Linked DNA regions of Mus musculus: all the other regions are linked to region 6. The links are chromatin contacts, called in public HiChIP or PLAC-seq, capture Hi-C and promoter capture Hi-C maps. All regions are on one chromosome and are shown on one strand. Each heading gives the region's core, a stretch centred on a gene start, on an enhancer-like site or on the middle of the called end of the contact. The rest is flanking DNA. Distances are from core to core; before and after follow the strand shown. Region 1 holds the start of Adam1b (a disintegrin and metallopeptidase domain 1b). Region 2 overlaps Brap (BRCA1 associated protein). Region 3 holds the start of Adam1a (a disintegrin and metallopeptidase domain 1a). Region 4 holds the start of Aldh2 (aldehyde dehydrogenase 2, mitochondrial). Region 5 holds the start of Acad12 (acyl-Coenzyme A dehydrogenase family, member 12). Region 6 holds the start of Hectd4 (HECT domain E3 ubiquitin protein ligase 4).

Evidence for each region. Promoter capture Hi-C pulls out the DNA fragments that hold promoters and counts their contacts. HiChIP or PLAC-seq counts read pairs in DNA pulled down with a chosen protein or histone mark. Capture Hi-C pulls out chosen DNA fragments and counts their contacts.
Region 1: a contact with region 6 is called in a promoter capture Hi-C map of adipose tissue. The contact joins the promoter of Adam1b here to the promoter of Hectd4 in region 6. A contact is called at or near these places in 8 of 39 promoter capture datasets (the 3T3-L1 cell line, cranial neural crest, embryonic stem cells and 3 more), 3 of 115 datasets of contacts at active chromatin or transcription factors (embryonic limb bud and embryonic stem cells) and 2 of 9 other capture datasets (adipose tissue and embryonic stem cells).
Region 2: a promoter capture Hi-C map of embryonic stem cells shows a contact between it and region 6, with 2.5 times the contacts expected there. The contact joins the enhancer-like site here to the promoter of Hectd4 in region 6. A contact is called at or near these places in 3 of 39 promoter capture datasets (embryonic stem cells, liver and stem cell-derived epiblast-like cells) and 1 of 9 other capture datasets (liver).
Region 3: a contact with region 6 is called in a promoter capture Hi-C map of stem cell-derived epiblast-like cells, with 2.2 times the contacts expected there. The contact joins the promoter of Adam1a here to the promoter of Hectd4 in region 6. A contact is called at or near these places in 6 of 39 promoter capture datasets (the 3T3-L1 cell line, cranial neural crest, embryonic stem cells and 2 more), 1 of 484 Hi-C or Micro-C datasets (embryonic stem cells), 2 of 115 datasets of contacts at active chromatin or transcription factors (embryonic stem cells and stem cell-derived neural progenitor cells) and 4 of 9 other capture datasets (adipose tissue, embryonic stem cells, liver and 1 more).
Region 4: a contact with region 6 is called in an H3K4me3 HiChIP or PLAC-seq map of embryonic stem cells, with 12 read pairs. The contact joins the promoter of Aldh2 here to the promoter of Hectd4 in region 6. A contact is called at or near these places in 1 of 39 promoter capture datasets (liver), 1 of 15 datasets of contacts at CTCF or cohesin (embryonic stem cells), 4 of 484 Hi-C or Micro-C datasets (the N1E-115 cell line, embryonic stem cells and extraembryonic endoderm stem cells), 4 of 115 datasets of contacts at active chromatin or transcription factors (all in embryonic stem cells) and 2 of 9 other capture datasets (adipose tissue and embryonic stem cells).
Region 5: a contact with region 6 is called in a capture Hi-C map of embryonic stem cells, with 2.8 times the contacts expected there. The contact joins the promoter of Acad12 here to the promoter of Hectd4 in region 6. A contact is called at or near these places in 1 of 39 promoter capture datasets (embryonic stem cells), 1 of 484 Hi-C or Micro-C datasets (embryonic stem cells) and 2 of 9 other capture datasets (embryonic stem cells and liver).

The regions. Positions count from the first base shown.
Region 1 is chr5:121,500,578-121,504,749 of GRCm38.p6, reverse strand. Adam1b (a disintegrin and metallopeptidase domain 1b) reads left to right here and starts at 1,315. Exons shown (of 1, transcript NM_172125.3): 1 at 1,315-4,172. The coding sequence starts at 1,770. It also overlaps a transcript of Tmem116 not described here.
Region 2 is chr5:121,668,552-121,672,916 of GRCm38.p6, reverse strand. It overlaps Brap (BRCA1 associated protein), which reads right to left. Exons shown (of 12, transcript NM_028227.3): 5 at 719-832. Among named protein-coding and RNA genes, the nearest start is that of Brap, 10 kb to the right of the region's middle. Within about 2 kb of position 2,321, at least 13 of the 459 cell types and tissues checked have an H3K27ac peak or open chromatin away from gene starts, as enhancers often do. A contact at or near this core is called in embryonic stem cells, where this site is marked.
Region 3 is chr5:121,518,806-121,523,167 of GRCm38.p6, reverse strand. It overlaps Adam1a (a disintegrin and metallopeptidase domain 1a), which reads left to right and starts at 1,473. Exons shown (of 1, transcript NM_172126.2): 1 at 1,473-4,362. The coding sequence starts at 1,940. The coding sequence ends at 4,315.
Region 4 is chr5:121,590,514-121,595,237 of GRCm38.p6, reverse strand. Aldh2 (aldehyde dehydrogenase 2, mitochondrial) reads left to right here and starts at 1,414. Exons shown (of 13, transcript NM_009656.4): 1 at 1,414-1,876. The coding sequence starts at 1,757.
Region 5 is chr5:121,615,727-121,620,410 of GRCm38.p6, reverse strand. Acad12 (acyl-Coenzyme A dehydrogenase family, member 12) reads left to right here and starts at 1,473. Exons shown (of 11, transcript NM_178799.3): 1 at 1,473-1,640.
Region 6 is chr5:121,217,044-121,221,600 of GRCm38.p6, reverse strand. It overlaps Hectd4 (HECT domain E3 ubiquitin protein ligase 4), which reads right to left and starts at 1,382. Exons shown (of 76, transcript NM_181421.4): 1 at 944-1,382. The coding sequence starts at 1,129.

The sequences.
Region 1 (4,172 bases), core at 66-2,565, 280 kb before region 6:
GCAGAGGTGCTGCAGGTCAAGGGGAGGGTACCCCTGACTGAGCTGAGGAGTTTGAGAGCCCCAGCCCTGCTCCTTCTTCTCTTCACTTCTTCTTTTCCTAGCTTTTCTTCTCGGTTTCTTCTGATGAGAAAGCCACTCCATGCAGTAAGACTCATAAAGGAGATTTATTAAAGGGGAGAATCCTGGAGGAGAAGGGATGGATGAATCCAGGAAAGGCTGCGGCTTGCTTGCAAGGACTCACATCCTAAGCTTGGGAGCTCAGGGATTGGTGGCCTTTTTCACCCACTTTTCCCTGCATTGCATCCAAGGGTCAGGCTAGGGAGTCCTTCCTGGCTTCAGCTGGCTTTTGCTCCACGTCTGTGGGGCTGCTCAGAGAGGCTGAGAGGAGGTGTGGTAGGCCATGGATAGCTCCTGAGGGGCCTCTCTTGCTGAGGTGGGAAAGGCTCCAGTGCTGGCTGTTGGCTGAGATGTCCTGTTGGGGCCATTTTGACAGGAGCTGCCATTTTTAACAATTCCTGAAGTGGCATTTTACTTTGGCTGTAGGCTGGGGTGGGAAGGAGGAGCCAGCCACTGCTTTGAGAGGTTTTGTGGTGTGCCACTTATAGACTAAAAGCACTCCCCCTTTATCATACATGTTTATATATGTAAGATTAATGTACTGTGTCCCATAAGATACACAAATAAGATATCGTGTGAAGACTTAGTGTGTCTGTGTGCACACCTGAATGAGTTCAGCTCATGTGACCCGTGTACACATGGGTACATAGAGGCTAGAAGAAAGGCTAACACATGTAATCTTATAAGCTGCCAGGACCATGAGGAAGATTAAGAGTTTCAGGCGACCTGGCGCAACACTAGCACATAAACAAAGACACACATATAACCACACATAACCTTAGGGAATCAGTGTGTTGGGGCTAGGCCTTTGAGATGCCAGCTACTGTGGACATGTTAGCAGGAGGCTACCATGCATCTTCCATGGCCTCTGAGAAACTGGGTCTGGAGGCTGTGAAGGGCGATGCTATTCTTCTCCACAGGCCGCGCCCCTAGCTCCTCTGTGCTCCATCATACAGCTCAGGGGCTTGACCTCTCAGTCTGGTCTCCTAAATCTGTGATTATCCATCACACTTCTCAGAGCTCAAAACCTGCCCTGGGTTAGAACGCTCCTGTCTACAGAGCAAGGGTCTTGGAGGTCAGGAAACAGATATAACAGAGTATGCCCACCTAGGGGATCTCCAAGCTCCTTGATTTGGAACATTTGGGGTTAGCTGAGCAACTGACAACAGGAAGAGTTGAGAGCAGTGGGGGAGGGGTGTTCCGTGTGTGGCTCCTGCTGAGTCAGGTACAGTCAAGGTACAGTCCCACACTGTAGTAGAGGCACCTCTCTCCATCTTGTCAAAAGGACTTAGAGATGGCGTACAGGAGCTGACTTTGAAAGAAGCAACCAAGAACAGAAACTGTCTGAAAGGTCACAGAGGTCAGAGTCACCAGGACAAGACCTAGCCAGAAAGCTGAGCTCACGGAGGTGGGGAGGAACCAACACTTAAAACACGCAGCATCGATGTAGGGATAATACCCGGGCCTCCAGATCAGGAGAGCTACTGCTGTCATTGACATTCAACACGCAGGCCCCACTGAATCAGCTGAGTCAGAAGGATCATGGCAGACTCAGCCACAGCGAGACATTCAGCGTCCACGTTCTCTTTCAAGTAGAGCCCCATGCGGCTTTGTAAGAGGTTGGAGGAACACGTCAGACTTGGCCTCCCCAGATGGAGCGACTAAAGCTGGGGAAAATCCCAGAGCACTGGTGTATCAGGCTGGTGGCCATGTTGCTCTTGGCAATAATTTTTCTCCCGAGCACGTTCTGTGACATTGGATCTGTATATAATTCTTCCTATGAAACTGTCATCCCTGAGAGACTGCCAGGCAAGGGGGGGAAAGACCCTGGAGGGAAGGTGTCCTACATGCTATTGATGCAAGGCCAAAAGCAGCTGCTTCACCTCGAGGTAAAGGGACACTACCCTGAGAATAACTTCCCAGTCTACAGTTACCACAATGGCATCCTGAGGCAAGAAATGCCTCTCCTCTCCCAGGACTGCCACTATGAAGGCTACATGGAAGGGGTGCCAGGCTCCTTTGTTTCTGTCAACATCTGTTCAGGCCTCAGGGGGGTCTTGATTAAAGAGGAAACATCCTATGGCATTGAGCCCATGCTCTCTTCCAAAAACTTTGAACATGTCCTCTACACCATGGAGCATCAGCCTGTGGTCTCCTGCAGTGTCACTCCCAAAGACAGCCCTGGGGACACCAGCCATCCACCAAGGAGCAGGAAGCCCGATGACCTACTGGTTCTGACTGACTGGTGGTCACACACCAAGTATGTGGAGATGTTTGTGGTGGTCAACCACCAGCGGTTCCAGATGTGGGGCAGTAACATCAACGAGACGGTCCAGGCAGTAATGGACATCATTGCTCTGGCCAACAGCTTCACTAGGGGGATAAACACAGAGGTGGTGCTGGTGGGCCTGGAAATCTGGACAGAGGGGGACCCGATAGAGGTCCCAGTGGACCTGCAGACCACACTCAGGAATTTCAACTTCTGGAGACAGGAGAAACTCGTGGGCCGGGTCAGGCACGATGTGGCACACTTGATCGTCGGGCATCGCCCAGGAGAGAACGAGGGCCAGGCGTTTCTCCGTGGTGCCTGTTCGGGTGAGTTTGCGGCGGCCGTGGAGGCCTTCCATCATGAAGATGTCCTCCTGTTCGCGGCTCTCATGGCCCACGAGCTCGGGCACAACCTGGGTATCCAGCACGACCACCCGACCTGCACCTGTGGTCCCAAGCACTTCTGCCTCATGGGTGAGAAGATCGGTAAGGACAGTGGCTTCAGCAACTGCAGCTCTGACCACTTCCTCCGTTTCCTCCACGACCACAGAGGGGTGTGCCTGCTTGATGAGCCTGGGCGCCAGAGCCGCATGCGCAGAGCTGCCAATTGTGGGAATGGTGTGGTGGAGGACTTGGAGCAGTGTGACTGTGGCAGTGACTGTGATAAAAGCCAGTGTTGTGATGAAAATTGTAAACTGAAGGGCAACTCAGTGTGCAGCACTGAACTTTGCTGTTTTAAATGTAACTTTAAAAAGGAAGGAGATGTTTGCCGTCCTGCTGACGGACCATGTGACCTGGAAGAATACTGCAATGGGACCTCTGCAGCATGTCCCAGTGACAGGAAAGCCCAGGACGGCTCTAAGTGCCACGAATCCTTCTTGTGCTTTAATGGTCAGTGCATGGACCCTACCTTTCAGTGCTCTCGTATTTTTGGGCATGGTTCAAGGTCTGCCTCCGATTATTGCTACACCTCTCTGAACTCGAGAGGAGACCAGTTTGGAAACTGTGGCTCCTCCTCTCAATTTCCAAAAAAGTATACCAAGTGTTCAGATAAAAATGTAATGTGTGGGAAACTTATATGTACAGAGGTGGCCTTCCTGCCACAAATCCAACCGAACAACTTGCTGCTCCAGGTCCCTGAGACCGAGGACTGGTGCTGGAGTGTAGCTGTGTTTGACATGAGAGATTCCCTCCATGAGGAATACGTGAAGGACAACACTTACTGTGGCAAAGATAAAGTCTGTAAAAATTCCATTTGTGAGGACTTCACTCCATTCTCATTTCCCTGTAGTCCAAGCAAACAATGCAACAAGCACGGGGTGTGCAATGACCTGGGGAACTGCCACTGCTCCTTCGGCTTTGCACCTCCCGACTGCAAAGAGGAAGGCACTGGGGGCAGTGTGGACAGTGGCCCTGCTGTTAATCTGTCAAATGACAGCAGTCCAGGGCCGAACTCCACCCAATCCAGCACAGAGGAGCTGATCCTTAACTTAAAGCTGATCGTCCTGGCTGTCATTCTGGTGCTCATGATACTCTTAATAATCATATGCATCATAAGTGCCTACACCAAGTCAGAGACCGCTTCCGAAGCAGGGCCTTCAGAGCTAGAGGAGCTTCCAGAAGGGGAGAAGGAAGAGCAGGAGGAGGTCCTACCAGAAGAGGCTAAAGGGGAGGAGGAGGAGTTGGAGTATGGGAAGGAAGAAGCAGAAGAGCAAGGAGCAGTAGAAGAGGAAGGAGCAGAAGAGGCAAACGAAGAAGCAGCAGCAGAAAAGAAAGACGAAGATGAA
Region 2 (4,365 bases), core at 1,072-3,571, 450 kb before region 6:
TTGGGGACAGGACCTTATTATATAGCCTAGGTTGGCCTCCAACTCAATAGTCTCTTACCTCTGCTTCCTGAGTGCTAGGGTCACATGCATGTGCTACCAAACCTGTTTTCTACATCTTAAAGATGAGAGATATAATGGGCAGGAAAGATGTCTGAGTGGTTAAGAGCATTGACTGCTCTTTCAGAGGACCTGATTCAATTTCCAGCAACCACATGATGGCTCACAACCATCTGTAATGAGATCTGACACCTTCTTCTGGTGTGTCTGAAGATAGCTACAATGTACTCATATACATAAAATAAATAATAAATAAATCTTTAAAAACTGAGATATAACATTTTTTCGTATGTTTGTTTTTTAAGAAGGACCTTGCAGTGTTAGCTTTGACCTTGCCAAACCACCTGTGAATTCATGCCCCTCCCTATTCAGTGCTAAGACTCTCCATTTTAAACTGGGTGGATTTTAGTATGTCCACGCTAACTACTCCATTCATCCTACATCCCGCACCACCATCCGTCAACAATCCATTAGCCCAGAAGAACCTCTACATCTGTTTGCTGGCCCCTCCCACTCCCCTTTTCTCCCAGACCCCAGAGCCCATCTTGTTTCTACTCTCAGTCTTTACAGGAAGGCCTATTCCTGATGTTTGGCAAGCATCTTAACATTCAATTCTGTACGGATCAACATTTCATCAGATGTAAGAAGACTTCACACTTACATCTTCAGATTTCAGCACTTCAGCCCTTTCCACATAGACCAGCTGGCAGACGTCATCTTCGATTGAGTTGAACTGGCGGCCATTGCACGCCATGTAGAAACTGTCTGCATCAGCCTGTGCATACCATAGGGAGAGGGGAAAATAAAGGCTGGTCATGGAAGATGCACTCTCCATTCCCACATCCCCACACATTTGCAATAGAAGCAGCAAGCTCTGGAGCCATCAAGTCAACAGAGCTCTGCAGCTCGGTGTCCAGGCTGTTGAGAGGTTTGCCTTACAAGGCAGAAGGTAGTGCCATGTGCTGAGCAGAGAACATTCAACCTGCCATCTGTCTACAAGTTTCTGGACAGTTCTTTCCCCAGTAGTCATTATTTTTGAGGCACTTGGAAGAAGACACATACTTCTTAAAATTCTGGAACTAAATTGTAACTGTCACACAAAAATTGGAAAAAATGGAGTAGGGGACGAAGACTAGGGGTGAAGAGATGGTTAAGAGCATTGACTGCTCTTCCAGAGGTCCTGAGTTCAATTCCCAGCAACCACATGGTGGCTCAGAACCATCTGAAATGGGGTCTGATGCCCTCTTCTAGTGTGCCTGAAGACAACTACAGTGTACTCACATACATCTAATAAATAAATACATACAAGCATACATACATACACACATACATACATGATGCCCTTAAAGAACCATCATTCATTTGAGGAAAAAAAAAAAAAAGAAAGGAAAAAAAGTTGGGCACCCTTCTACAGGCCTTTAATCCCAGCACTTGGGAGGCAGAGGCAGGCAGATCTCTGAGTTCAAGATCATTCTGGTCTACAGAGTGAGTTCCAAGACATCCAGGATAACACAGAGAAATCCTGTCTCAAAAAAAAAACAAAAAAAAAAAAAACAAAAAAAAAACCAACAAAACCCAAACTTATCATCTTGTTAAAGAATAAGGAGCAGTACGGATGAAAAGCCAGCTCATCTTCAGTTGACTGAGGAAGCACTCCACACCAATCACCTGTCAGGATGCCTCGTGCAGATCAAGGTGTCCTAGCCTGGGGCTGTGAGAGAGCACTGCCTGCTCTCACAAAGATCCAGGGCTCAGTTCCGCATGTGGCAGTTCACAACCCAGACTAACCAGCCTTCAACACTGAGCTGCTCTTTCATGGTGGCATAAATTGTAATAGACGTGGAGAAGGTAACGCAAAACAACACCAGATCAGGCTTAGTGTAAAGCAACAAGACGACTCCAGTGCTAAACTCAGTTTGTCCCGGCAGGGGCGTCAGACCAAACACAGGAAGGCCGCCTGCTCCAGCACTACTCATGCTGACGAGCTGCTTAGGGGATGGGGACAGCTTCCTCAAAAACAAAACTGTTTTCTCTTCCATCAAGGCTGTTCCACCAAAGCATCCTTCCTGCCTCTCCTTCTCAGGCCCTCAATCTCAAAGCCACAGTACAACAGTTTCTTCTTCCATTCCAGTAATGTAAGCTCACAGATTTACATTAATTTTTATTTTATGTGTGAGGGTGTTTTGCCTGTATGTGTGTGTACCACATGCATGCAGTGCCTGAGGAGGCCAGAAGAGGGCGTCTGATCCCCATCAAGTGTGGTTACAGTTATGACTGCCAACTGGTTGGTCAGAGACTGAACTAAGATCCCCTCCAAGAGCAGCCAGCACTCTTGATTGCTGAGCCATCTCTCCAGACCTGCACTTTGGATTTTTGCTTATTTATGCTTTCTTCACATAAGCCTATTGGTTAAACTCAGCCCCGAGAAGGGCGGTCAATCCTGATGTAGTTTGACTGAAGGGGCAGTGAATTTTAAGTTCACATATGTAGAGCTGGCTGTGGGACAACGAAGAGGCCTCCCCACCCTCCAGTGTCCCCAGAGACATTCCTGGATGAGGAGGAAGATCTCACAGGCTGAGGTGCTTACTGAGGAAGGAGCCAGGCTGGGCTCAACTTCTACAGCACAAGGCACTGGCTAAGGCTGCTGAACAAACAGAGGCCTCCTTGGATCATGAGATGTGTTAAGCGCTCACCAAATAACAGGACTCATCACAGAAAGGACAGGTAGGAGACTAAACCTAACCTACACTGTGCACATTATATTTGTGAGGGAACTGTTCATCTGTATCAAAGACATATACTTTTGAGGCTGATTTTAGGTCAGCCTGGTCTACAGAGCGAATTCTAAAATAGCCAGGGACACACAGAGAAACTGTCTGGAAGAAGAAAGAAAAGAAAAGAAAAGAAAAGAAAAGAAAAGAAAAGAAAAGAAAAGAGGAGAAGAGAAGAGAGGAGAGGAGAGGAGAGGAGAGGAGAGGAGAGGAGAAGGGAAAGAAGGTGAGGGGAGGAGGAGGGAGGGGAAGAAGAAGGGAGGGGGAGGGAGGGAAGGGGAGGGGAGGGGAAGGGAAGGGAAGGGTTAGGTGGAGTCTGAGGGGCAGGGGCTGGAGACATGGTTCAGTGTAAAGAGCACTTGCTCTTTCAGAGGACCCAGGTTTGATTCCCAGCACCTGCATGGTGCTCACAACCATCCTTGACTTCAGTGGTCGGGGTCAGATGCACTCTTCTGAGCTCCAAGAACACCCACACATTACAGTATATGACATACCTGCAGGCAAAACACTCATACACAGAAAAGTAAACACTGCTTTAGGGCAGTTTTAATGACCTCAGGAGACCTTGTCCTTAAGAGACTAAATGCTAGAATTATAAACAACCAGAAATTTAAAGAATGCCAACTTCAGGTTTTGTTTAATTTGTTGTTCAACTCTGAGAGGATCATTATCAGAGCTTCCTCTGCCAGACAGCTACAGAGCTGAGTGTGTTTTTACTGTTTGTTTCTTTGTTTCAAGACTGGGTTTCTCTGTGTAGCCCTGGCTGTCCTCGAACTCAGAAATCCGCCTGCCTCTGCCTCCTGAGTGCTGGGATGAAAGGTGTGTGCCAGCACTGGCCAGCTGGGCTCTCCATGCTTTTATGTTTAAGAGGACCAGAATCCCAGTCAGTCCTGCATAAGCACACGAGGGAGGTCCCTACCGTGACCCAGCCATTTTGGTCTTCATGTTCTGATGATGACTTACAAATTCCTTCCTCAAAGACTGGATTTCCTCAAGGTCATATTATCAATCTATGACTTTTCCCGAACCTCCAAAGAAAGCTGAGAGGGCAGGGGCCAGCAAGATGATGCAAAAATTAAAGGCACTTGCCACCAAGCCTGACAGCCCTGGTTTTGTAGTGAGAATTTTGGTTTTTCAAAAAAACCTAGTTATGTTCTCTGAATGATTTTGTAATCCCAGGTGTGGGATATGGGGCTGCTTCAGACTGCCCACAGTCGTCACAGCCGTTAACTCCGAATATTTTCTGTTCTAGGAGGGGCTTGATTTTTGCCAGCTGAAGACAGTTTACATTTGGGACTCTGGAGAGGGTGTAAATGGGAAAGACTCAGGAGGGCCTAAGGTGGCTGCCGCTCCCTGCTGCTGCTGGGCTTGTTACTGCTGGATTGCTGGCTGGAGATATTCTGACCACAAAGACTGGACTTGCCCCAGGGAACTCTAGTCAGCAGGAAGTAGGCTCCTTAGGTCTACACCCGCTTTCCCCTCTAACCTTTCTCTACTACATAGTATTGGGGGGAGGGGCGGTGTTGGATGGGATTGG
Region 3 (4,362 bases), core at 224-2,723, 300 kb before region 6:
AATAATTCAAAAATCTACCCCTAGCTGGAAGTTAAACCTTTCTATTCCTGGATAATTTCTTGCCTGCCTACCACAGAAAATGAGTTTCAATCTGAGAACTGGAAAATTAAGTATTTCATTTTAATTACATATTTTTAAGTTTAAAAAGTAGACTGTTTTTTCCATTATTGATTCTTGGTTTGTCTTATGCCTTAACCTGTGTTATGTTTGTTAGTTCTGACACAGGGAAGCAGAGGAATAAATAGCGTTGGTCATTTCCAGAACAGGTACTTGGAAGAGGTTTTGAATTACTCAGTGGCTGATGGCTGAGGACCCTCACTTTCCCTCCCACTGTCAAGTGAGTTTGTGAAGTGAGAATATGCATTTTCTGCTAAATGCTAATGCTGTCTGATAGGAAGCAAGCATCACTGGCTGAGGGGAGATGCCACAAGTTTTCATATATATATATATATATATATATATATATATATATATACATGTATATATATATATATATATATATATATACATACACACACACACACACACACATACATACACACACAAATACACACACACAATACATATAGCTATATATATCTAGATATATATGTACATATCTATATATCTATATTAGAATGTTTTTCCGTTATTAGAGAATATATATATTTTTTCTTGGTGCCATCCAATATCTGATTCCATTTTTTTTCTTCCTTCCTTCCTTTTTTTTTTTTTTTTTGGTGGTGATGGCCTTGCTTTTTGAGAGAAGGTCTTGCTTTGGATGGATCGCTGGCTCAGAACTCACACAAACACCATGCGGGCCTTGAACTTGTGATCTTCTTGTCTCTGTCTCCTGGGTGTTGGGATTACAGAAATGTACCACCTTTCTGAATCTCCAATCCCAAGTGTTATACCTCGTATGATTTAGGTTGTAAATATTTCACTTATAACATAAAATTATTTTTATACCACCTAAAAGACAGTTTCATTTAGTTAAAGTATATATGCATGAAAATGAAGAAATGGGGGAAGGAATGTGTTCACACAACTTCTGTTTTCCTTCTAATGGATAATGCTAAATGCAGGAAGAACACTAAGGTGAAACTAAAGCTTCGGACTTGGGTGGGCAGTGCAAGCCAACTGCAGTCAGCAAGTGTGCGGGCTTAAGAGTTCTTCCAGAGCCCACTTCCATTTTCTTTGTTGCTTTAACTAGAGTCACCAGTCTGTCTTCATTTTTATGGTGAGACCATTGGGAGAACTAACTTAGATTTTAGGCTCTAATATAGTTCTGTGGTAAAAATAAGATCATGTAACACTTATGCTTTAGAAATTTCCATAGAGAAGGATCATGTCTTAAAGCCAAAATTTATTTGGTAGACACAAGGATACGGGAAAGTAGAACATCTAAATACTGTGTGTGTGTGCGTGTGCGTGTGCGTGTGTGTGTACACCAGTGAAAGGAATCAGGCAGTCTAAGAGAACTAGCTATCCATCCAGCATGACCACTGTAAGAATGAGGAATGAGGCAGGACAACAGAGAACTCTTAATTGTTCAGAGAACCCAGAGAACTTTGTCCCCTCCCCCGAAACCCTGCAGAATGTTGAGTCTGAAAGTATGAGCTGGTTAACATGTCAGGGGCCCATGACCTGTGGAGGAGGAAAGATGATGTGACAAGCACAGAACCGGCTGAGCCACTGTAGATGCAGGGCTCATCTCCATGAATGTCAAAGGAACTTAAGCAACACTGAAGCTCCTCCACTTGAAAGAAGCCCCTGTGCTGCACATATCCACCAAGGCCAGGAGAAAGAAAGGAGAGAGACACAGCCTGAGACCGCACAGTTTCTTGGGAAGCTCCCCAGTAAGGCACGGGCACAGGTCTGGGTGCCTGGGTCTGGGAAAAGCAGAGAGCACTGCCGCTGATGGACAGAGATCCTCCATCATCAGCAGTTTGTTGGAGCCATGTCAGTGGCAGCAGCGGGGAGAGGGTTTGCCTCCAGTCTGTCTTCCCCACAGATCAGGCGAATAGCCTTAAAAGAAGCTAAGCTAACACCTCACATCTGGGCGGCACTGCACTGGAACTTGGGACTGAGACTAGTGCCATCTGTCAGAGTAGGGATTTTGGTGCTACTGATTTTTCTCCCGAGCACGTTCTGTGACATTGGATCTGTATATAATTCTTCCTATGAAACTGTCATCCCTGAGAGACTGCCAGGCAAGGGGGGGAAAGACCCTGGAGGGAAGGTGTCCTACATGCTATTGATGCAAGGCCAAAAGCAGCTGCTTCACCTCGAGGTAAAGGGACACTACCCTGAGAATAACTTCCCAGTCTACAGTTACCACAATGGCATCCTGAGGCAAGAAATGCCTCTCCTCTCCCAGGACTGCCACTATGAAGGCTACATGGAAGGGGTGCCAGGCTCCTTTGTTTCTGTCAACATCTGTTCAGGCCTCAGGGGGGTCTTGATTAAAGAGGAAACATCCTATGGCATTGAGCCCATGCTCTCTTCCAAAAACTTTGAACATGTCCTCTACACCATGGAGCATCAGCCTGTGGTCTCCTGCAGTGTCACTCCCAAAGACAGCCCTGGGGACACCAGCCATCCACCAAGGAGCAGGAAGCCCGATGACCTACTGGTTCTGACTGACTGGTGGTCACACACCAAGTATGTGGAGATGTTTGTGGTGGTCAACCACCAGCGGTTCCAGATGTGGGGCAGTAACATCAACGAGACGGTCCAGGCAGTAATGGACATCATTGCTCTGGCCAACAGCTTCACTAGGGGGATAAACACAGAGGTGGTGCTGGTGGGCCTGGAAATCTGGACAGAGGGGGACCCGATAGAGGTCCCAGTGGACCTGCAGACCACACTCAGGAATTTCAACTTCTGGAGACAGGAGAAACTCGTGGGCCGGGTCAGGCACGATGTGGCACACTTGATCGTCGGGCATCGCCCAGGAGAGAACGAGGGCCAGGCGTTTCTCCGTGGTGCCTGTTCGGGTGAGTTTGCGGCGGCCGTGGAGGCCTTCCATCATGAAGATGTCCTCCTGTTCGCGGCTCTCATGGCCCACGAGCTCGGGCACAACCTGGGTATCCAGCACGACCACCCGACCTGCACCTGTGGTCCCAAGCACTTCTGCCTCATGGGTGAGAAGATCGGTAAGGACAGTGGCTTCAGCAACTGCAGCTCTGACCACTTCCTCCGTTTCCTCCATGACCACAGAGGGGCGTGCCTGCTTGATGAGCCTGGGCGCCAGAGCCGCATGCGCAGAGCTGCCAATTGTGGGAATGGTGTGGTGGAGGACTTGGAGGAGTGTGACTGCGGCAGTGACTGTGACAGTCACCCGTGCTGTTCGCCAACATGTACGCTTAAGGAGGGTGCGCAGTGCAGTGAGGGACTCTGCTGCTACAACTGTACATTCAAGAAGAAAGGGAGCTTATGCCGTCCTGCTGAGGATGTGTGTGACCTTCCCGAGTATTGTGACGGCAGTACTCAGGAATGCCCTGCAAACAGCTACATGCAGGATGGCACACAGTGTGATAGGATTTATTACTGCTTGGGGGGTTGGTGTAAGAACCCTGATAAACAATGTTCAAGGATCTATGGGTATCCTGCAAGATCTGCCCCTGAGGAATGTTACATTTCAGTTAATACTAAGGCGAACCGGTTTGGAAACTGTGGCCATCCCACCTCCGCTAACTTCAGATATGAAACATGTTCCGATGAGGATGTATTTTGTGGGAAACTGGTGTGTACAGATGTTAGATACCTGCCCAAAGTCAAACCCCTACACTCACTCCTCCAGGTTCCTTATGGAGAGGACTGGTGTTGGAGTATGGATGCCTATAACATCACAGATGTCCCGGATGACGGAGATGTACAGAGCGGCACCTTCTGTGCCCCAAACAAAGTCTGCATGGAGTATATCTGCACTGGTCGTGGGGTGCTCCAGTACAACTGTGAGCCACAGGAAATGTGTCACGGGAATGGAGTGTGCAACAATTTCAAGCACTGTCACTGCGATGCTGGCTTCGCCCCTCCTGACTGTAGCAGTCCAGGAAATGGGGGGAGTGTGGACAGTGGTCCTGTTGGTAAGCCCGCTGATCGACACTTGAGTCTCTCTTTTCTGGCTGAAGAGAGTCCAGATGATAAAATGGAGGATGAAGAGGTAAACCTGAAAGTGATGGTGCTTGTGGTCCCTATATTTCTTGTCGTTTTACTGTGCTGTCTAATGCTGATCGCCTACCTCTGGTCTGAAGTACAAGAAGTAGTATCTCCACCGAGTTCATCAGAGTCTTCGTCTTCATCATCCTGGTCAGACTCTGACTCTCAGTGAAGTTTTATTTAAGATCCTCTCATGGATCATTGCTATCGATGTCTTGT
Region 4 (4,724 bases), core at 165-2,664, 370 kb before region 6:
CCATAGAAAATTCTTTAAATGGTAATGGGCCTGTAGTCAATGAGACAGCAAGTAGCCCTTTTACAAACAGTGAATGGGGACACCTTCCTGCAGGAAATGGGTGTGGAGATTCACGATCCACATTTGGCAAGGCAAAATGGTTTACTTCTGCACAAGGGCGAATTGCCACGCAGAACAAGCAAACACACCCAGAGGGCCCCTGCAGGTGAAACTTTTGAAGGGATATATATATATACATATATATATGTATGTATGTATATATTGATGGCTAGCCGGAACTCATATGTAGACCACCAGGCTGGCCTCGAGCTTTCTAGAGATTTGCTTGCTTCTACTTCCTGAATGCTAGGGCTGGAGAAATGGCTCAGAGGTTAAGAGCACTGACTGCTTTTCAAAAGGTCCTGAGTTCAAATCTCAGCAACCACATGGTGGCTCACAACCATCAGTAATGAGATCTGACATCCTCTGTGTGTCTGAAGAAAGCTACAGTGTTCTTAGATATATAATAAATAAATCTTTAGACTGAAGCCAGCGGGGCCGACCTGAGCAAGCAAGCAGAAGTCCTGAATTCAAATTCCCAGCAACCACATGATCGCTCACAACCATCAGTACAGCTACAGTGTACTCATAAACATAAAATAAATACTTCCTGAATGCTGAGATTAAAGACCCAGACCCATTTTTCTGCTGTTTTTCTTTTTTAATTCTGAAAACAAAGGGGTCCTGTGTGTCTCTCTGAGCCAAGCTTTCATTCTGACCTGATTGACTAATACAGAGCTGCACAGTCTCCAGGGAGATATGAAATTCGAGCATATCTTTTGGATTTCTGTATGTGCAGACCCCCGGGGGGAATCTGGAAGTCTGCTCAGTGGCTCCTTTTTAATTTCTCCCAACAGCGTTCTCAGTTTCCCAGATTCCTTTGCACCTACGGTGGGTCATGTGACCAGCCTGTGAGGTCCTTAAATGCTTTTTTCCTCATGTTTTGTGCTAACGGTGCGGAGTCCGGAACAACTTCAGCTGTCCGGTGCTAAAATGAGAGGCACACGAGGAAACGCGCCCAGACACCTTGTCTGGTCACTGGCTATTACAGCGCGGGTGACAATATCCTTCGAGTCACCAAAGCAGGGCGATGCTCATACACAGCAGTCTCCTCCTTCTGGGTGCTTCAGAAACAGGCTGGGCCTCAGCTTCCAAGGGCTCCACCCAGTTTGGGGCTCCTGGGTTTCAAAACACTTCTCTTTGCACTACCCAGAAGCCCCTGCCAAGATTCTCACCATCTCCTTAGCCTAGTGATGCGTTCACCTGGTTGAAAGGCACACAAGTGACCAGGCGTCCACGTCTCTTTCTAGCCAATGACGTCCTGCACCTCAAGTGCCCAGTCCCAGGCTGTTCATGGAATAACCGCATTCATGAATTCTCTTCGCCGCCATATCTGCACAGATGTGAGCCTTAGGCGCCAGCCACCCTGCTAGGAGCGCACACCACTCTGGCTAGGCTTTCTCAGGGTTCTGCAAACTCCATCTCTGACTTGGCTTTGGGAGCCAGGGGTCGCGCCCCTTAGGCCGTGAGGGGCTGGGACTCCCTGACCACGCCCCCGTGTCTCCGCCTCCCATTGGCGGCTGCAGGGGGCGGAGGCGAGGACTTGTTCTTCAACGCTGCAGTCGCCCTCCGATCGGCAAGGCTTCTCTCGGCTCCGTTCGGCTCGGCTCGCCCATTTCAGTTCAGTTCGGGTCAGTTAAGCTCCGCTCAGTTCAGCATGCTGCGCGCCGCACTCACCACTGTCCGCCGCGGACCGCGCCTGAGCCGCCTGTTGTCCGCCGCCGCCACCAGCGCGGTGCCAGCCCCCAACCATCAGCCTGAGGTCTTCTGCAACCAGGTGAGACTCACTTCGCCTCCTCGGGCCCTAGGGCGGGACGGAGCGGGCGACGCGGCCTCAGTTTCCCCTCCGCGCCCAGCGATCTTTGCGCGCGTCTTCCCTTGCCCATGTGGCCGCAGTGTGTCGCCTCTCGGCCTGGGACAGTCCTGGGCCTCTTTACCCCGCATCGATGCAGCCTGCTCCTTCCCCGCGCGGTCCGGGTTCACCCAGGAAGGCCCAGCCGTCCCAGCTCCTCTCTGCGAGACCTCCCATACACCCCTACCCGATTCACGCAGACCTGAGCCAGAGTTCAGAAGCAAAAGCTGGGTCAGGACCCCTCTGTGGCCGCTCTTACCCAACCGGGACTTTGGAATGTTGTCTTAGCTTTTTGAGTTTTGGTAAAGTCTGGAATCACATGAAAGAACGTGGTTGTGAAGTATTCTTTTTGTTTGTGCAACAAGTGGGACTTGGCTGCCCTCTTCTGTAAAATGGGAAAGCAGTCAGGGCTGATATCTTGATGTGTTATTTTGAAAGAAGATCTCATTTTGTAGCCAAGGCTGGCCCGGAATTCTGTGTTCTTCCGTCAGCCACTCCCACCCCACTTTGGATTTGTGCAGGCCAGACACGCAGCTACCACCTCCGGTCTTCAGCTTTCTCTCTACTTTTTCTTTGAAACAGGATCTCACTAAGTTGTCCAGGCTGGCCTTGAACTTGTAATTCTCCTGCCCCAGGCTTCCCAGTGCTGGGCGACAGTGATCCCATGTCTCTTGATACTACAGGGCCTCGTGCACTTGGCACTTGGTGTGAGCTGCAGTCCGGGTTCCCCAAAAGTCCCCTCCCCCAACCTTTGTGCAGGGCAGCGTCCTAAACAATTCAGTCTTTAACCCATAAGCTTTAGAACTGGGAGTTTGATGCTATAACTATCCCCACTACACAGCTCAAGAGACTGAGGTCTGGTCAGGTTCCTAAAGAGCCAAGTTAAGGTGAAGTCTGGGTTCTTGTCTGGGATTCCAAAAGTAAGCCCTTAGCCAAAACATTCCATGGTCTCTTGCAACTCTGGGTAGGAGCAGTGGTCGGATCTCATGTTGAACGTGGACATCCTCCAGATGGACTGCTGACCACCGGTGTTGTAGCCTTAGCCTCTTGCTTTCTGCAGTATGTACTTCCAGGACCTGGCAGCCATTTACACATGCGCAGGACCTGTTTGAAAATGCCCATGAGGAGTGCTACAAGGAGTCAATCCAAGGGAAAACAAACAAACAAACAAACAAACAACCCATCTTTTGCATAATACAAGCTGTAAATTTCAGTAGCTGCTGGTTTTTTAACTGGCAGCTGATGCTGAAGCAATCAGTCAGGCTTGAAGGAGCTGAACTTCAAAAAGAGCCGGAATTGACTGCAAGAGGAAGCACCTGATCAATAGCTTTGTTCCTCTGGTTCATCAGGAGGCAGGGCACAAAGTATCAGGTCCAATGCGTGCTCTGGCTTGATTCAGTTGTGAGTGATCCGTGGGTGGGGGTGGGGGGTGTTAGAGTGACTCCCCTCCCCCATTGCTGCCTTTTTCGACATCACAAGGATAGTGCACGTTCATTACCGAAGTTTCATGGCACTGACCTATTGCACACATCACAAGAGCACTGTTAATGCGAGTGGCCTTGCTCTGTTCTTTGCTTTTATAAGTTTGTGTGGGAGACAGCATGCTGGCTACCTGCCACTCGGGTCCCTAAACACTCTGTCTCCGGAACACTGCTTATCTTTCTCAGCTTTTAAAGCTTTTTTTTGGAGAACACAAGCTCTCTGCCCTAAGCCAGGCAGCTCGTGGAGGGAACACTAGAAACCTCGGGGTGTTAAAAGTGTGGCATCATTGCAAACCCTGCTGCCAGGGATAGCAGGACTTGGAAGCAGTGGCTCTGGGTTCTGTGTGTTCCTGCATAATCTCTATGGCTGTCACTAGGGCCATTTGCCCCAAGGAGCAGCCAGTGTGGCCTTGAGGTGGCTTCCCTAGACTCTGGGCTTGCTAACAAGGGCACCTGCAGGGCCCAAGCATCCCAGTAGGTATGTTTTTTTTTAAGCTTCGTGGCCCCATCTGAATGTCCTCACCTTCTTGCCTAACCGAAGCAAGCTGAACGAGGTTTGGCTCATCTTTCTGGAGTCCTCTCGCCTTCTGTCCCAAGTGTGACCACAGGTTAGGTAAACTTCTTAGGTGGAAGATACTTTCTGCGACTTCAGCTTCCCTCAGAATGGATCCCTGAGTGTGGCTTCTGAAAGAAGCACATTTTACCCCTATGTGAATTTCAGATCTCAAGGCTTGAAATCCACCCAGTATCAGTGAAGTTAATTTTTTTAAAAGATTTATTTATTACATGTAAGTACACTGTAGCTGTCTTCAGACACACCAGAAGAGGGAGTCAGATCTCGTTACAGATGGTTGTGAGCCACCATGTGGTTGCTGGGATTTGAACTTGGACCTTCGGAAGAGCAGTCGGGTGCTCTTAACCACTGAGCCATCTCTCCAGCCCATCAGTGAAGTTAATTTTTACATTTAATTATTTTGTCGCTTTTAAAGTGTATAAAGATACCTCCGGCACCACAGGTGTATGGATGGCTTCATGCCTCTGTCTGGGCCTCAACATCACCAGTTCTGTGTGCCAGAGTCTGTAATGAATGTGCAAACCAGGTTGGGTACCATCAATAGTGTGTAGTTTAATGCTCTACCGGCGCCTCTACCTCCAGGGAGTGGACCGCACTACCAGCCCCCACCTGGCTTCCCTTGAATCCTCGGAAAACACACATACACAATTTGTTCTTTTTCAACTTGCCTTAGCACACAATTGCTGGGTGCAACTATCTCCGCCTGGAAAAGCCCTTA
Region 5 (4,684 bases), core at 224-2,723, 400 kb before region 6:
TAAGTGACTGAAGTGCCACCAAGTGAGGAAGTTCAAGGTGTATCAAGCACCCATTCCATCTTTGCTCGGTCATGAAGAGCAAGGAGAACGCAGGAGTAGGCAGAGGCAAGAAGGAAGCACCAGTCTACCTGCCTCTCCTTAGTCCTGAAGAAGCTGGCAGGTGCAGAGGGGCATGTGTGTAGGGGGCACTCAGGGGAGACGTGAAGGACGCCAGAAGCTCAAGGCTAGCTTTGCTTGCATGAGTGCCAGATCAGCTGGATTTATGTGGTGAGGGCTTGCTTTCCATCTTAGAGTCGTGATTTATAGTATCTGTCCACATGTGTGTGCTTGAGTATATTCTATACAACATGTGAAACAATACTTGTAGAAGCCAGAAGAGACCTTCAGATTCCTGGTTGTGAAGTAACACCCAGCTGTTCAGCCTGGGTGCTGGGAACCAAACCAGTGACTGCAAGTGCAGGAAATGCTCTACCTGCTGAGCACCTCCCTGGTCCCCTAGTTTGCTTTAGAAACGGGTCTCATGTAGACTAGGCTAGCCTCAAGCTTTCTATATAGTCAAGGATGACCTTGAATTTCGGGTCCTCAAGCCTCCAACTCCCTAAAACTAGGATGCACCATGTCTGGTTCAGGCAGTGCTAGGAATTCCACCCAGGGTATCCTTTTTGGGGCTAGCCTCGCTTCTATGCTAGGCAAGAATTCACCAACAGAACTACATCTCTGACCTGAGACCTTGCTTCCATTAAAACAACAGACAGACAGGGACTGAGAGTTTAGGGGTAGAACTGTACTTAGCAAGGAGAGAGGGAGAAAGAGACAGAAGAAAGGAGAGGAAAGGGAAGAGGACAGGAGGAGACAGAAAGAAACTAAAAGTAGAGCTAGAAATGGCTGCTGTCGTAGGCAGAGCAGCTGCCCAGGTGGACAGCGGCTTCCCGGCACCGATGCCTGTGCAGTAGCTGTGGCAGACACTGGACATGTACCTGAGTCTAGAAGAAATAAGTAAAACCACACTCTTGTGGCACACAGTGAGGACATGCTGACACTGCAAACCATCCAAGAAGACATCAAGTGTTCAGAGTGACTGAAGCTCCATCCAAAATCCAGTTGGGATAAAGGCTTGGACGACCGCCACACTTGGACGTGACCTCCTGTCTTTTCTGGCGTGAGATCAAGCTGTACCCCTGGCTGCCTTTAAACTCCCAATCTTCCGATCTTTAGCTCAAAGTACAGAATGATCGGTGTGGCCAGTCACCTGCTCGGAGTGGGCCCCGGTGGCCGGACGAGCCCACCGGTGGCAGCGCCGCCACCGCCTCAGCAGCGGCAGCCCCAAGTGGCCGAGTCACAACCTCCGCTTCCGTCTGTCGGCCGCCGTCTCTGACCCGCGGGGTCGCGCACGCGCACCCGCCGGCGGGAAGAGGCGTGGCCCAAGTCGCGCATGCGCTTTCGTCAGTCGCTTCTGCCCCCCCCCCCCCCCCTTGGCTGACCGTCTGGACAGTGTCCGAGGAGCGTGCGCAGTGCGCGCTGAGTCTTCTGGTTTGTTTTGCATCTGACTCCTCCATTTGTCCTCCCTAGTTTTCCCGCAGGGTTCACCGTGAATCAGAGGGTTCCTGGGTCTTCGACCTCAGGGTTGTAACTTTCTGCAGGTATGACGATGGGCTGGCTAGGAGCGCAGTGGCTTCACAGATAATCCACTGAGAGCCGAGCACTGCGGGGCTGCGTGGGATGATGATTTTGCGGACACAGAAAACAGCCCCAGAGCCGGGTGTGGTGGCGCACGCCTTTAATCCCAGCACTTGGGAGGCAGAGGCAGAGGCAGGCGAATTTCTGAGTTCGAGGCCAGCTGGTCTACAGAGTGAGTTCCAGGACAGCCAGGGCTATACAGAGAAACCCTGTCTCGAAAAAACTTAAAAAAAAAAAAAAAAAGAACAAGAAAAAAGAAAAGAAAACAGCCCCAGACAGGACAAGCTTTGGCACTCGTGCGATCCTGAGCTCTTAATGCATAACTGCACGGTTGAGAAATGAAACGATGTATAGAGACAGGGATACACTGGAAAGCCTAGAGGTCATGGTTAAAATTGGTTTTGTTGTTGATTCTGTTTGGTTTTATTTTGTTTGTTTTTATTGGTTTCTTCTCCCAGTCAGAGTTTCTCCAAGTACGCCTAACTGTCCTGGAACTCACTCTGTAGACCAGGCTGTCCTCGAACTCATAGATCTGCCTGCCTCTGCTTCCGGAGTTCTATACAGTCCTGCCCCACCACCTTCTGGCCATTGTTTAATTGTTTTGAGACAACGTCTGGTATAGCCCAAGATACTGAGAACCCTATATATTGGAGAAAAAATAAGCTGTGTTCTCTATGTATTGGAATCGGATGTCCTTGAACTTCTGACCCTCCTGCCTTTTCCACCTCGCCAGTGCCAGGGTTACAGACTTCTGCTGAAGGCTTTGTGCTTCACAAGATAGCAGGATAGAACTAACTCAAGATTGTCCTCTGTGCAGGTGCTATAGTGAGCACACACACTGAGGAATGCACTTCAGTGGTAGAATGCTTGGGTTATAGCTCTGAGTTCAGTGTCTAGTATAAACACACAAACACACATGACATAATCGACATAATGTCCAGTACACACACACACACACACGAGAGAGAGAGAGAGAGAGAGAGAGAGAGAGAGAGAAAGAAAGAGAGAGAGAAAAGCCAGGTAAGATTAGTGCGTATTTGGAGAAAAAAACATGACACGACAGGGCAGATAATATTGTGTACATGCTATAATGTAAGAGGTCCAGGAGAGGCCATGTATACAAATTGTACCTTTAACAGGAACATACAATATATAGAGGTGTTCACACTATTTCCTATGTAATATGTCTCATACCCTTTTAATGCTAGGGTTTCCCAACTTCTGTTCACATTTCACGTCCTGATACCACTTCTGGGTGCGTGTATGTGTGCCCATGAACCATAGACCACAGTAGTACTCTCAACTCATGATGACCACCAAAAAATTTGCATGGATCTAGCCAAATCACACCTCCCTCATGGAGAATAATGGGAATATATGAAAATGCACCATGCATCCACAGAGTGTAGATCATCTGACTGTGTCAGACACTAGTTTATGGTGCTGAGGTTGACCTAGAGTCTCCAACATGCTAAGCACAAGCCATTCTGCTGAGGCACACCCCCAAGTCAAGTGTTAGATAACCCTAAGTAGTGTGACACACACTAACTTGATAGCTCTACATTCTGTATCTTAGGCAATGGTAACCTGCCCCCACCTTTGCAATAGGTACTGTAATTGTCCCCGTTTTACAGAGGAAGAAGCTGAGGCTCAGAGAGGCTAACATATCTAGGACCTCACTGTCAGTGGATAGCAGAATCAGATTTGGAAACCAGTCAAACACAAGATCCCTTATGTCTTTACAACACCATGTCTGTAATATAAAACTATACACCATGTGGTCATTTATGAAATATGATCGAGGCAGGAAGCCTACATTAGTCTAACCTCATTCTGATTGACAAGGAGAAAACAAAGATGCTCTGTGGTATAGAAGATGCCAGTCCCAGGAAACTAGCATTGCTAACCAGAAGTGGACAAGGAGTCATCCTGGATCACAGCCACTCAAACATGTCCCTAGCTCTTCCCTCCCTGCACCCTCTCTCCCTTTCCTTGCTGGCTAGCCTGGGCTAGCTTGGACATTCAAGGCTGCCCTGCTTCTGCCTCTGCCTCTGCCTCTCATGTGCTAGGGATACAGCCATGCATCCTCAGGACTCCATGCTATTTTCTGATCTATCCAGTTTCTCATCCTTCAGGTCATTTAGCCTGAGGTGCTGTTCTGACTCTAGCACCGAGCCCCAAGAGATGGCTGTCTAAAAGACAACACAATCCTTGTCTTGTGGGGCTTACCATAGAAGCAGTTAGGAGAACAGTTCGTGTTTGTAGAGGTTAAATACTCCACTACAGTTATGAAAAAGGGCCATTGGGGGTGGGAGCCCACCACAAAACTGCCACAGTCAGCAATGGGGAAAAGAAATAAAATCTACAGAGAAGAGGGCAAGGCTGAGGTGTAACAGTGAGTAGAAATTCACCAGCCAGGTGAAGCAGGGGAACAGCTCTGGTCTGGTGGCACAGCAGGTGCCAAGGCCTGGAGAGAAGGGGGACAGACAGAGTGCTTGCCTAGTGTGCACAAAGGCCAGATTCCCCAGGGATACACAACACAGAAGTGGCAGCATAAGCCTGTAACCTCTGCCTCCGCATCAGGGTGTTGTCTTTCATAGACTTTGGCCTCGGCATGGAAAGACGAAAATTGAGAGAGGCTCATGAGTCTGGAGTTTGGGGTTTGTTTTGTTTTGTTTTGTTTTAAGTACAAAATGCGGCCAAATTTTGATGAATCGGTACATCTTGAGATTTTCATGGTTTACTATTTGATCTTTTGTTAGCTGGGCACAGCGGTCCATATGTCCCTCCCATGCCAGCTATGTAAGGAGACTAAGGCAGGAGGATTGCCTGGACCCAAGCACCTGAGACAGCTTGGGCTACAGAGCAAGATTTTTTTTCTCAAGAATAAAAGAGAAAAAAGACACGAAAGGTTCCTTTTTTTTTTTTTTTTTTTTTTTTTGGAGCTGCTTGGCCCCTCTTCTCTTTAAGCTCTCACCTTTCTTTCTTTCTTTCTTTCTTTCTTTCT
Region 6 (4,557 bases), core at 133-2,632:
AAACCGCAAAACAAAAGATTCCCAGTGTAGGAGGCCCTCCCGTCTGCGGTGTACCCCAGGGACCCCCCCTCCCTGCGACAATACGAATTTCACCACACTCCACGGGGAAGCGGGGGTCAACAGCCACCTGGCCTGGATGAAAACACCACAGTCCAACATTCCCACTTCTAGGCAAATGCGAAAACTGAGCGCAGTCGGTGGAAAGTTCCCATCCACCATATTCACATTTGGTTTCCTTGGGGTGGATGGGTTTTGCGGGGTGGTGGGGGGGGGGGACGACACCACAACTGCTGAGACTGGCTGCTGCACCTGCCACCGCTCCTAGACTGGGGGGGGGGGGAGGGGGAAAGAGAGAGAGAGACCCCCGAGGCGCGCGCACGCGTACACACACACACACACACACACACACATATACTCGCTCACGCCCGCCCTTGAACCTTCCCAGGCCGCGGTGTAGCATCCCCTTTCTCGCTGTCCAAACCCCCACCCCACCCCACCCCACCCCACCCCACCCCCGGCTGGCCTGACAAAGGCGCGGGTGTCAAGTCAATCCGAGGCACTGCACAGACAGGTTGCAGAATTGCTTATGGTGGAGGAAGGAAGCCCTGGCAGCTGTCACTCCGGGCTCCCTCCAACACACAGGCAGGCGCGCGCGCGTGCACACACACACACACACACACACACACACACACGCATACAAAATCAACACCGAGCTGGGACTGTGATAAAAGAAGCAGAGTCCGTGCGAGCGTTCAAAATACAAAAGGTCTCCGGAGCACAGGCACCTGGGCGCGCCCTCCAAGAGGCTCCCGGTTGCGTGGTGGGGGGAAGGGGAGCAGCCGGGCGGCGGCTGCCGTAGCTCCGGGTCTCCGGGCCGCGCGGCCCGAAGATGCTCTCCGGGATCCCACACACCTGCGGCGGCCTCCCGGGGAACCTCACTCACCTCCAGGTCGGTGTCGGCGGCCTCCGGGGCGCCGAGGATCTCGCTGGGCAGCTCGGCCAGGTCGGTGACCCGGATGAGTCCGTCGTGCAGAAAGATGGTCTCCTCCTTCACCGAGAGCCACTGCGCCGAGTCCGCCGCCGCCGCCGCCGCCGCTGCAGCTGCCGCCGCCGCGGCCGACGAGCCCATGGCTAAGAGAAGGCGCTGCAGAGCCGCCGCCGCCGCCTCAGCAACCCATGGCCGACCGCCGCGCCCGCCGCGCCTGCTGCGCCCGCCTCGCCCGCGCGGCTCCGCCCTAGGCGTTCCGCGCCGCCATCCCCCTCCGCACGCCAACCCCGGCCCGGGAGACCCCCGGCCCCGCCGCCGCCGCCGCCGCCGCCGCCCTGACGAGCAGGATCCGCCTCTGCCGCTCCGCAGCCAACTGTCAGTAAGACGCCATCTTGGGGGCGGGGTTCCCGGCATGCCCCGCGGGGTGGACAATACAGGCTCCTCCCTCCTGTCCGTCTAGCCCCGCCCACAGCCCGGCGAGGCTTTATAACCCAGCTGCAAGGCGCTCAGAGGCATGGCCTCTTGGGCACCCCTGCTTCCCATGCTATCTGAGGAAGTCTAAGGCTCCGGGAGAAGACCACCCTGGTCCCCTTTCCTCCTTACTCCGGTGTGCACCGGTTGCTCAGGCCAGAGCTCATTCTGGAAGGATTATGGAGGGTCAACACTGTTATCTTTTAAATGAGATAGGTTCAGATGTCTTCTCTAAGATCTTGAATAGTTCAGTCTTAGAGGGTTAGCCTAGAATGCCTGAGGTCCTATGTTCCATTTACAGCACTATAAGTAAACAAACCTGGTGGGGGTTGCCAGTTGTTCCAGTACTTGGAAGACAGAAGTGGGAGTACCATTGCAAGTTGCAGGTAGCCTGGTCTACATATCAAGTTTCAGGCCAACCTGGGCTACATAAGATGCTCCAGGCCACCCAGGCCTATGTAGGCTCCGTATCTGAAAAAATACATAAAATTTATAAAATACTAAAGGCTGGTATATAATAGGCTTGGTCATGAGAACTTGGTAAAACTCACAGCAGATGGTTAATATTTACTGGGGAAAAAAAGAGTACAAAGAAGCAACTGACATCTGATGAAAATAAAGTATCTATCAACAATTGCTGTTAGGCTGGAGAAATGATTGACAGGTTGACACTGGTTGCTCTTCCAGAGGGCTGGGGTTCAATTCCCAGCACTCAGAGGGCAGCTCACACCTTTTATAACTTCAGTCCCAAGGGACCTGAGTTTCAGTCCCAAGGGACCTCACATCCTCTTCAGGTCTCCGTCTCCATCATTACACAGATGTGGCACACAGACATACATAAAGGAAACAGTCAAACACATAAAAAAAATTAAAAATTAAAAATTAAAAGTAAACAAAAGCAATGCTTTCCTCCTGGCTCCTGTTTTTTTTGTTTTGTTTTGTTTTGTTTTGTTTTTTCTTTTTTTTTTCCATTTTTTATTAGGTATTTAGCTCATTTACATTTCCAATGCTATACCAATTGTTTTGTTTTTTCAAGACAGGGTTTCTCTGTGTAGTTCTGGCTGTCCTGGAACTCGCTGTGTCTGGAGGTGGAGCTTGAGGTGGTGTTGGGGTCAGCAGTGCTCTGACCTCATCTAGGGATGGACTGAGTGATTCATTCCAAACTTATTTGGCTACTGAGAGGTAATGGCTAACATGGTTGGGTCCTAGTGGGAGATATGGAAGCAGAAGGCTCCTGTCTACTCCCCAGTCCGTTCTCCAACCCCAATCTGGGCTAGCCAGCACAAGGTGAGTGTTTTCCTCCTCCACACCCTCCTATCACCATGGTGTCCTGACCCAGCAGAGGGCTAAAAGCAATAGAGCCAGCCAAGCAGGCTGAACCCTCTCTAATCTGTAAGTCCATCCTCTCAGGAGCTTTGTCACAGCTTAGACACAGCCCCAGCATTAGCTGGCAAGGCGAGGTTCAAGTCTCATTGTCTCCTCAGTGTCACAAAGCCAGGAAACACCAAATCTTAGATTTGAACCCAGGCCTGAGTGATTCCTCTATACCCCTGGCCCCCTTATTTGGGCTGTAGGGGAACCCCTTCATTCCTTTTACTCACACCCGCTAAACAAGCAAACTGTTCAGGTGTCAAACTCTCAACGCCCAGCTTTGGTGGCTCAAAGATTTTGTGTTCATAGTTTAAGATCAGAAATCAAGAGGTCCATAAACTCTCGTCCCCCTCCCCAATCAGTGAAAACAGTCCACGCCCAGGCCTTAATGTCTTTAGACTGAATAATGAATGATTATTTAATAATTGAACAATGGTAATTAATTTGCAGCATACCTTGATGAGGCAGCTGAAGAATTAATATTTATAGAACCCCCTCTGGAAATAAGTCTATTTGGTGGGAATTTTTAAAATGGATTTTATTCCTGTAGTTTGGAGCAAGATAAAAAAAAAATCTCTGATCGAGGGCTGAAGAGATGGCTCAGCAGTTAAGAGCACTGACTGCTCTTCTGAAGGTCCTAAGTTCAAATCCCAGCAACCACATGGTGGCTCACAACCATCTATAATGAGATCTGATGCCCTCTTCTGGTGTGTCTGAAGACAGCTACAGTGTACTTACATATAATAATTAATAAATCTTTTTTTAAAAAATTCTCAGCCGGGCGTGGTGGCGCACGCCTTTAATCCCAGCACTCGGGAGGCAGAGGCAGGCAGATTTCTGAGTTCGAGGCCAGCCTGGTCTACAAAGTGAGTTCCAGGACAGCCAAGGCTACACAGAGAAACCCTGTCTCGAAAAACCAAAAAAAAAAAAATAAAATAATAAAATAAAATAATTCTCTGCTCAAGTCGGGCGGTGGTGGCACACACCTTTAATCTCAACACTTGGGAGGCAGAGGCAGACTGATTTCTGAGTTCGAGGACAGCCAGGACTACACAGAGAAACCCTGTCTTTAACCCCCCCCCCCCCAAAAAATTATCTAAGTGGAGTAGTGATGCCTTTAATCCCAACATGGGGTCAGAAGTAGGTGGATCCGAGTCTATAGAGTGAGTTCCAGATAACCAGGGCTACACAGAGACCCCAGTCTCCTGTGAATTCTAGGCTAGCCTGGTCTACAGAGTAAGTTCCAGGACAGCCCCGGCTACACAGAAATTCTGTCTGGAGAAAACAAAACAAATTTATTGATCTTATTTTACAGGAGTGGGTGTGTTTTCCTCAGGCATATCTATGCATCAGAGAACTCTAAGAAAGCCCTCTACCAATTGAGCTACATCCCCAATGGATGACTTAGGACTTCTTTTTTTTTTTTTTAAGATTTATTTGTTTGTTTGTTTGTTATATGTAAGTACACTGTAGCTGTCCTCAGACACTCCAGAAGAGGGAATCAGATCTCGTTACAGATGGTTGTGAGCCACTATGTGGTTGCTGGGACTTGAACTCCTGGCCTTCAGAAGAGCAGTCGGGTGCTCTTACCCACTGAGCCATCTCACCAGCCCCTTCTTTTTTTTTTTTTTTTTTTAATTGTGCCCTTCCTCCTTCTTTCTAATTTTTTATTCATTTTATTATAACGTGTGCACCACATGTGTGCCTGGTGGCCTCAGAGTGAAGAA